Regions from separate parts of the Neogale vison genome. Here region 2 is linked to region 1. Evidence: chromatin contacts called from public Hi-C data. All regions are on one chromosome and are shown on one strand. Each heading gives the region's core, a stretch centred on a gene start, on an enhancer-like site or on the middle of the called end of the contact. The rest is flanking DNA. Distances are from core to core; before and after follow the strand shown. Region 1 holds the start of ANKRD17 (ankyrin repeat domain-containing protein 17). Region 2 holds the start of LOC122919240 (cytochrome c oxidase assembly protein COX18, mitochondrial).

Region 1 (4,138 bases), core at 923-3,422:
TATAAATTCTCAAATCTCAATTTTCTCTCTTATAATAAGTCCAAAAAAAGAGTTTTTCTAATTTGAAGGTGGAGATCTTCCAAGTCGTGATTTAGCTATTCATGTGCCACTTTTCTGGCACTGGCATCTCCAACATATAGTTTTCAAGGTTATGATACTCACTTGCTACAAGCTGATGGAGAGAGTAAGGGAGGATGTAAGGAACTTTATTAAACCTGAAAATGAATGCATCACTTCCATTCACATTTCATTTGCTAAAAGTCAACCACATGGCCCCAACTAACAGCAAAGGAAATTGGGAATTTTAGTCTAGCTGTATGTCCAGGAAGAAGAAATGTTTCACGAATGGCTAGTCAAGTCTTTGCCAAGGCTCTTAAAAAAAAAAAAAAAAGGTTGCCAAAAATAACAGAAAGTCACTGCAGGCACTCTGTCTAATAACAGGGTAGCTTGACCAAATTTTACTAGTCCCAACAAGATATTCATTTTACTCCTATGTAAAAGAGCAAGAATTCATTTTTTTAGTAATGGGATTAAAGAGGGTTTTTGATAGTGTGATAGGTATAGAAGTTAGAGTGCAAAGGGTTAATAAGTAAAATTCAGATAACATCTTCTTTAAAGAATTGTGAAGGAAAGGAAATGGAGTGGAACCAGAAATACGGAGGATTATAGATAGAAAAGGTAATAAAAGGAAGAGAAAGCAGCTACTGGAACTAGAGCGCAGATGGATAATTCATCTCTGTAAGAGCAGGGAATGTCTCATTCCTCGGATACTGGAGAAATGGAAAGTTCTGGAAGTATCTAAGCCTTCAGCATTTGGAAAGTTGAACTTTATGCCTAACACCATCAATCTTCTTTTGACGTCTGAAGTAAAGTCATATAATGAAATGTGGCTAGGACTTAAGACTGTAAAAAGTATTTTGGTGGGAAGAGAAAAGAAGATGCTGATGGATATACAGCTGAGCTCCTAGAGCCTAAACCTGTAGTGGTATGATACACAATGTAATGTTCTGCACAGGAACTCAGCAACCACTGTAGGAGAGGAACAGGCAGATAGTTAGCCCAGTGCGTATATCTACTACAGCACTTATTTTACTATACAGCCCCTGGAAGCGGAGACTTTGATTTCAAAACCTATGCACACAGTAGGAACATGATGAATTTTTGTTTGAATGAATTGATTCAGTCATTGCCAATTCTGCCATAGTACTCTGTAGAGTACTGGCAACTGCCCACATTTCATATGGTATGCCAATGCTAAAAAGAAAAAAAAATGCTAAAAAAAAAAAATTCAGGCACACTCAATTAAACTTAGCAGTCTTAAAATGGCAACTATGTCAGCTGAGACATACTTTTTATCCTGTGCCAGTACATCTGCCTTTGATGTTTTCTTCATTTTCCTTATGCCACTGTAGTCTTATTGGACCAGAAAGGGATAATTCTGAATTCAATAAGATACGCTATTATTTCAAAAAGTCCTGGAAGTCCTTCATACATCTACAAATCAAAACCCCCTTCACCACATTCCTTCCAAGAGATGCACAGACAAGGATGATTATTTATAATGCTCCCTCCACAGATAAAAGCGGAGTCGGTGAGGACTGGAAGAACTAAATCAGGGTCATTCCGCGAACCGTCTGCAAAGTCTGGCACAGATCCTGCTTCCTTCTCCTGTCTTCTCCCCTTTGGAAACTTCCAAGTCGTGGTAATCTCAGACTTCACCTAATCCAACTCCGCAGCACACAACTGTAAACTCAGGGCCGGGGAGTCTGTAACTCAACACTTAAAACTTAGGCAAGGAGGGCTCCCTCACGCACACGACGCCATCTCTCAAAGACCCACAGCCCTCATCAGGATTCGGAGGTGGGAAACATGGCCAGAAGCGAAACTACGTACGACAGTCCAGAAAGAGGCCCCACCTCCCGGATCTGGCGGCCCCGGCCTCCCGCTAACAAAAGTGTCGGGACCGCGCTTCCGCGCCGGCTTCCCACCCTTCCCGGGGCGTTCTCCTCCCGCCTGCCCGGGGGCCGCACGCACCGCAGCGCGGCCCGCCCGCCGGGACCCGGAACCCGGCCCTCGAAATCTCACTTTGCGTCTTTCGGCCACCCGCGCGCCACCGTTCGGGCGACGGCTGATGGCGTCACCCGCACTTCCGCCTGCGGCTGCGTTCTAGTCACCAGCGAGGAAGGAAGAAGGGAGGTCTGAAGGGCTGTGTGTGGAGGAAATAGCGAGGAAAGAGAAGAAATCCGGGCGCTCGCCGGCGCTACGACAGTAACCGCGGGTCTCTTCTGTCCCCGCCGCCCCCCTATCGGAAGTCGCCCTAGGCACACTTCCTCGCCTTTCCGCAGTCTCCCTTCCTTTGGGTCTCCCGACACCGGGTCTCTCTGTACGCCTCACCCCCCCCCCCCCTTTGCTCCCTCACACTCCCTCCCTTTCCCTCCCTCCCATCGTCAGCCTCCCCGCCCTTAGTATCGCGAGACGAGGTGAGAGCTGGCGGAGCGGCGGCGGCGGCGGCGGCAGTAGAGGTGACCGAGGCGGTGGCGGCGGAGGCGGCACCGAGCGCTGTGTCGGCCCCGGTGCGGCCGAAGTCGCGGGAGAGCGTAGCCCCCACGCCCCTCCCCCGTCCGCGCCCTCCCTCTTTCCCTGGGGATGGAGAAGGCGACGGTTCCGGTGGCGGCGGCGGCGGCGGCGGCGGCGGCTGCTGAGGGAGAAGGGAGCCCCCCGGCGGTGGCGGCCGTGGCGGGCCCCCCCGTGGCGGCGGCGGCGGCGGAGGTCGGCAGCGGCGTCGGCGGCGGCAGCGGGGCTCGCTCGGCCTCTTCTCCTCGTGGGATGGTGCGCGTCTGCGACCTCCTCCTGAAGAAGAAGCCGCCGCAGCAGCAGCACCACAAGGCCAAGCGTAACCGGACTTGCCGACCCCCCAGCAGCAGCGAAAGCAGCAGCGACAGCGACAACAGCGGCGGCGGTGGAGGCGGCGGCGGCGGTGGAGGCGGCGGCGGCGGCGGCACCAGCAGCAACAACAGCGAGGAAGAAGAGGACGACGACGACGAGGAAGAGGAGGTTTCTGAGGCAAGGGCCTGGTTTCCAAGGCAGGAGGGAGGAAGGGACCGTAAAGGGTCGGGGCCGAGGGTGGGAGGGGACTTGCGGTGGGACAGATTCCTGTGGGTTGATCTATCTTAGCGGCCAGGCTTCCCTCTGCCCTCTTTCTTTCCCCGGCCTAAATCGTGAGGTGGGGGGGGGGGAGTGGGGGAGGGTAGCTGACACGTGGGGGGGTGGGAGGACCACACAGCCCCCCCCCCCCCGAGTGGGTGACCAGCAGGTTATCTTGGGATGGTTCACACGGTTAAGGATGGAGGGACTTGGTTAGATTCCCTGCGCACGCCCGGCGGAGTCGGCCTGGGGTCAGCAGGGCCGTGCTGTTCCTGGGGCGGGGGCGGGACCGAAGCGGGAGGGATGGGACCGGAGGTAGCGGAGTCTCCCGGGGGATGACTGGGACGCTGGTAAATTTCTCCCGCTTGTGAGGCGGACCGGGGCGGTTCTGAGGGGAGCTAAGGTCGTAGTGGACTCAGAGCTAAGTATTTGTGTATGCGAGAGACACGTGAGAAGCTGTACTTTTCCATACTCTTCTGCTGCAGGGTTTTCGGGTTTTGTTTTGTTTCTCTTCCCATAATCATTGTGGCTGCTGAAGTAGCCTTTAGCTCTTTGCTCTCTCAAGGATTGTGGATGAACTGAACTCAGATCCGTATGCATTTTTATATAACTCGGTGGCTGAAAAATGTCTTTGACTCTTACATGTGCATACATACGTACCTTCAGATGCTTCTTAGTGAGGACAAATTAAGGCACGCTTTGTCGTTTTCCAGATCATATGGGACAGCTGAAGAGTGCTTTGAAGCCAGCTTTGGTTGTGGTGAGTTGGAATAGGAAGGCCTCTTGGTTTGTCCTAGTGATCTGGTTTCATAACTGTTTATAATTTTTCCTGGGTCCACAGACAGGCGGCGTTGCAGGACCTTATTCAAAGGCCACATATAACCCAAAAGCTCAGTAAAGCATACCATACTGACAAAAAAACTAAGTTAGTCTTATTATCAGCTCTTTTGTAACTCTCTTGTCCACTCCCTGAAATGGAAGCTAGAAAATCTTG
Region 2 (4,138 bases), core at 664-3,163, 170 kb after region 1:
GACAAATACTTCCCCCGGCATTCTTTACCAAATAGATAAGTTCTGATCATCTCTATTATGAATTTAGAAATGTATGTTAATACGAAATTAGCAGAAGTTAAATATAAATTTTTTTGAGGTTACAATATTGAAACTCAAGCAGTGAAACACTTTAGAATGAGAATATAATGTGACTCTGGAAAAGGCAAACCTTAATCAACTCTGTTTCTCCTGAATATTAAACGGTTAGAATCTCTAGGCTTAACTGTGACTGTGGAAGGGCCAATTTCCAATGATATCAGTTCTCTGGGCAGACAGAAATGCAACAGCATAGAATTTGCTCCTTTACCTCCATAATATTTAGGCGAAGATATTTCCATTTAAACTGTTCCCACAGGGGCGCCTGGGTGGCTCAGTGGGTTAAGCCTCTACCTTGGCTCAGGTCATGATCCCAGAGTCCTGGGATCAAGCCCCGCATCCGCATCCGGGCTCTCTGCTCAGCAGGGAGCCTGCTTCCTCCTCTCTCTGCTTCTCTGCCTACTCGTGATCTCTCCCTCTCTGTCAAATAAATAAATAAAATCTTAAAAAAAAAATTGTTCCCAAATTGAACTACTAGTCATTAGCTACCAGTTGCTTCTTTTTTTATTTTTTGCTTATTTTTAAAAATATTTTTAAAAGACTCATTTACTAGAGAGAGAGAGAGAATATGAGTGGGAGGGAGGATCAAAGAGAGAAGGAAAGAATCCTCAAGCCGACTCCCCACTGAGCACGGAGCCCAAGCGGGGTCTCGGTTTAGGACCTCCACCAGACCCGCTGTGAGCCACACAGACGCCAGGGTTGCTTTTTTAAAACTTAAATGTATAGGGAGATACATTGGTACCTCTTTCTTTTAAAAAGGCTCTGTATAGCAATAAATTGGAATTTGTATGTAAACGCATTTCAGAATTCATGTAGGTGCATAATTAAATAAGAACCATAGCTGCAACTTAACATCACCCAACATTTGTCGGAGGCTTGTTTTAACCAACGTTTTATTCCGCACAACGCAATTTGGGCTCTAGGTTTAGGGGTGACCCTTCTGTGATTAAACTCGCACTCCATCCCAGTTTGTATACTGCTGCCGGGAACACAAAGGTCAAAATTAGTCCGTATAGATGAGGCATATTCTTTTTAAGTCGAAGACGGTTAATGCTACTGTTCAGGCTCTCGAACCTTTGTGTAAGATACATGTAAGCTCTAGTGAAGGCTAGAGCTCCCTGCCTATCACTCGGTCTCCCTGCCAGTGATAACGCCTCCAGGAAGGAGATGGTTGGAATCCTTGAGTTTTGCTACTTCTAATGGGAGATAAAAACTGACACTCGGTTTGCAGTTGGGTTTGAAAATGTTAGCTGAACAGATGAGCCAGTTAAATCTTTCTTCCACATACTGAACTATGACCAGTGTGCATAATGGATGCGCATTAAACTAGGGTCGGCCGGGAGCGCCGGCCTCTCTGCAGCCTGCGACGCGCGGACTCCAGCCGTGTGATCCACCTCGGCTCTCGCAGAAGCAACGAGGGTGCACGTAAAGAGGTCGGGGGCGGGTGCTACCCTCTAGGTCACGAAAACCACCGACCAAATTTAATCCACTACAAAGCGAACGACTACTTTTAAGTGAAAAGGAATGCAAACGCACCCGCGGAGGACCGATTTAAGAGGCAAGGGCTTCCAGCGACCGCCCCGCCGGGCCCGAGGCAGCAAGCCCCGCCCCTCGCTCTGCACTCGGTCGGGCCTCGGGGGAGCCCCAAGCCGGCAGCGGGAAAGTTCTGGGCCTGCGCAGTCAGGCCCGCCCCGTGCCGCGTGGAAAAGGCGGGACCTGCCCGCCAATGCGTCATCTCGAGGGCGACGCCAGACGTCACTGCCTGGACCGGGAAGGTCAATCGTGCCTGAGGGAGGGCGCGCACCCAGTTTTCGCCCGGCGTTGCCGGCGCGTGCGCGTGGCTTCCCAGGCGGCCCGGACTCCGACGCGGGTCCCGGAGGCCGGTGCTTTGGCTCAGCCCGGGCGCGGTCATGCTGTTCCGGCCGGGCGGTAGGTGGCTGCGGCCGCTGTCCGTACTGCCGCTGGGGGCCCGGGACCCGCCGCTGGTGCGGGCCTCAGCGGGCGGCATTCAGCGCTCTGCTCCGCCGGTGTGGGCGGCGGCGTCCGTCTCTGCGGTCGCCTCTGGCGGCCCCGGCAGCTGGTACGAGGCGTTAGCCACGTCGGCGCCGGTGCAGGGCACGGAGGAGGCGCTGCTCGGCGTGCACTCCGCCACGGGTCTGCCCTGGTGGGCCTGCATCGGTCTCAGCACGGTGGCCCTCCGCGGCGCCGTCACGCTACCCCTGGCCGCCTACCAACACTACATCCTGGCCAAGGTGAGGGCACCTGCTCCCTGCGCGTCCGCCTGGGCGGCGAGGGGTGCTGTGTGTCTGCCGGGGCTTAGAATCCACGGGTGCTTCTGGAGTCGCTTAGTGTACACGATCGCGACCACTTTTTTTGCTAAGACGTTTGACTAGCATTGGGTATGTGAGTTAAGAGATGTTTGGTGACACATGTGCCTGTCTGTCATTTCGTTTACCCTGCTGGGTCCGTGCTCAAAGCCTGTTACTAAGCTTGCTGTTGGAGAAGGAGACGAATAAAGGCAGTGGTAGCAGAATTGTATGGAGAAACCTGTAAAATTGCCGTCTTAAAGATCGTAAGAGCCTGTATGTCTGCAGCATCGTTGTCCCCGAGGATTCCGATTCATCTTTCTTGTTAGAAAAAACTGCTGAGCCAGCCATTTGCAAACGTGATATCCTTCTTCGGGCTGTACCACCTGCGACTCTGGTTAGTCGCAGCCACTTGGGCTTCAGGGCTTCTCTCTCTCCTGTGGAATCGGGATAGTAGTAGCTTCGTGGTCTACTTCACCATGTTATGAAATCAAGTCAGATAATGTGGCTTAAAGTGCTCTGAAAGCAAAGTATTATTCAAATGTAAGACTTCAAGAATCATGGTTTTCATGTTTTCAAATTATTATTGGGGTTGGAGGTGGAACCCATAAGCAAAGGGAATCTCAGCACCATTAAGGCAGTGAGGTATTTTACAGAAACAATTAACACAGAGCAGAAATTAATGCAAACTTTTTGTGACTCTGGCTGTCACAGAACATATTAAAGACTTAATTGACGACTTTTTTTTTCCAGTATCATTACTCAGAAGCCCAGGTATGAAACATTAAAGTATAGGGTTCAGTTCTTATCTAATCCTTATAATAACTCTGAGGTAGGTGCTGTTAAACATTTTATATATCAGGAAACAGTTTTAGAGCTTAAGCAACTTGCCCAGGATCACATAGCTAAGAGTGTAAGCTGGACTTGGAATTTGGTTGTAACTGAGGATATCTTAAGCAAATTTGACACCTTATCCTTAGACTTAAATTTTCTTTCTTTTTTTTTTTTTTTAAGATTTTATTTACTTATTTGACAGACAGAGATCACAAGTAGACAGAGAGGCAGGCAGAGAGAAAGAGAGAGAGGGAAGCAGTCTCCCCGCTGAGCAGAGAGCCCGATGCGGGACTCGATCCCAGGACACTGGGATCATGACCTGAGCCGAAGGCAGCGGCCCAACCCACTGAGCCACCCAGGCGCCCTAGACTTAAATTTTCTTGAGATAATCAGTAAACACATTTTTCAGTGAGAAGAATAGAGAGTAAAATTCTGAGTAGTTACGAATAAAGATCCTTTATGTGCTCATAACGAATTCTACTTTTTCTTTAGCTAGGTGGAAAATTTACAGCCAGAAATAAAAAGCATTGCAAGGCATCTTAACCAAGAAGTTACGGTTCGTGCAAATCAGTTGAGGTGGTCCAAAAGAGTTGCCAGGTAAGCTAAATCTATGAATATAGACCATATATGTGTGTGTGTATGTGTGTGTATGTCTATACGTGTATATATATACATGCTGCGTAAGTGATTATATTAATTCTCGGTTTGGGTGTTCTGTAGCTTTAGCAGCAAAGGAGTCCTTTCACTCCTTAATATTTTAAGAAGTTTGTGTGGTATGAGTTTTGTATAGTGAAAGCAAGAAATGGAGAAACAGCAAGTTCCTTCATGAGGAACTCCAGCCTCCTGAGGAAGACCTGTAATCAAACAATGATTAAATTAAA

What was found. Hi-C and Micro-C count contacts between places; a contact is called where the count stands out from the background.
Region 2: a Hi-C map of muscle shows a contact between it and region 1, with 6 times the contacts expected there. The contact joins the promoter of LOC122919240 here to the promoter of ANKRD17 in region 1. A contact is called at or near these places in 2 of 3 Hi-C or Micro-C datasets (fibroblasts and muscle).

Annotation. Positions count from the first base shown.
Region 1 is chr11:9,232,263-9,236,400 of ASM_NN_V1, forward strand. ANKRD17 (ankyrin repeat domain-containing protein 17) reads left to right here and starts at 2,173. Exons shown (of 33, transcript XM_044226149.1): 1 at 2,173-3,063. The coding sequence starts at 2,647.
Region 2 is chr11:9,401,956-9,406,093 of ASM_NN_V1, forward strand. It overlaps LOC122919240 (cytochrome c oxidase assembly protein COX18, mitochondrial), which reads left to right and starts at 1,914. Exons shown (of 6, transcript XM_044268160.1): 1 at 1,914-2,369; 2 at 3,754-3,854. The coding sequence starts at 2,028.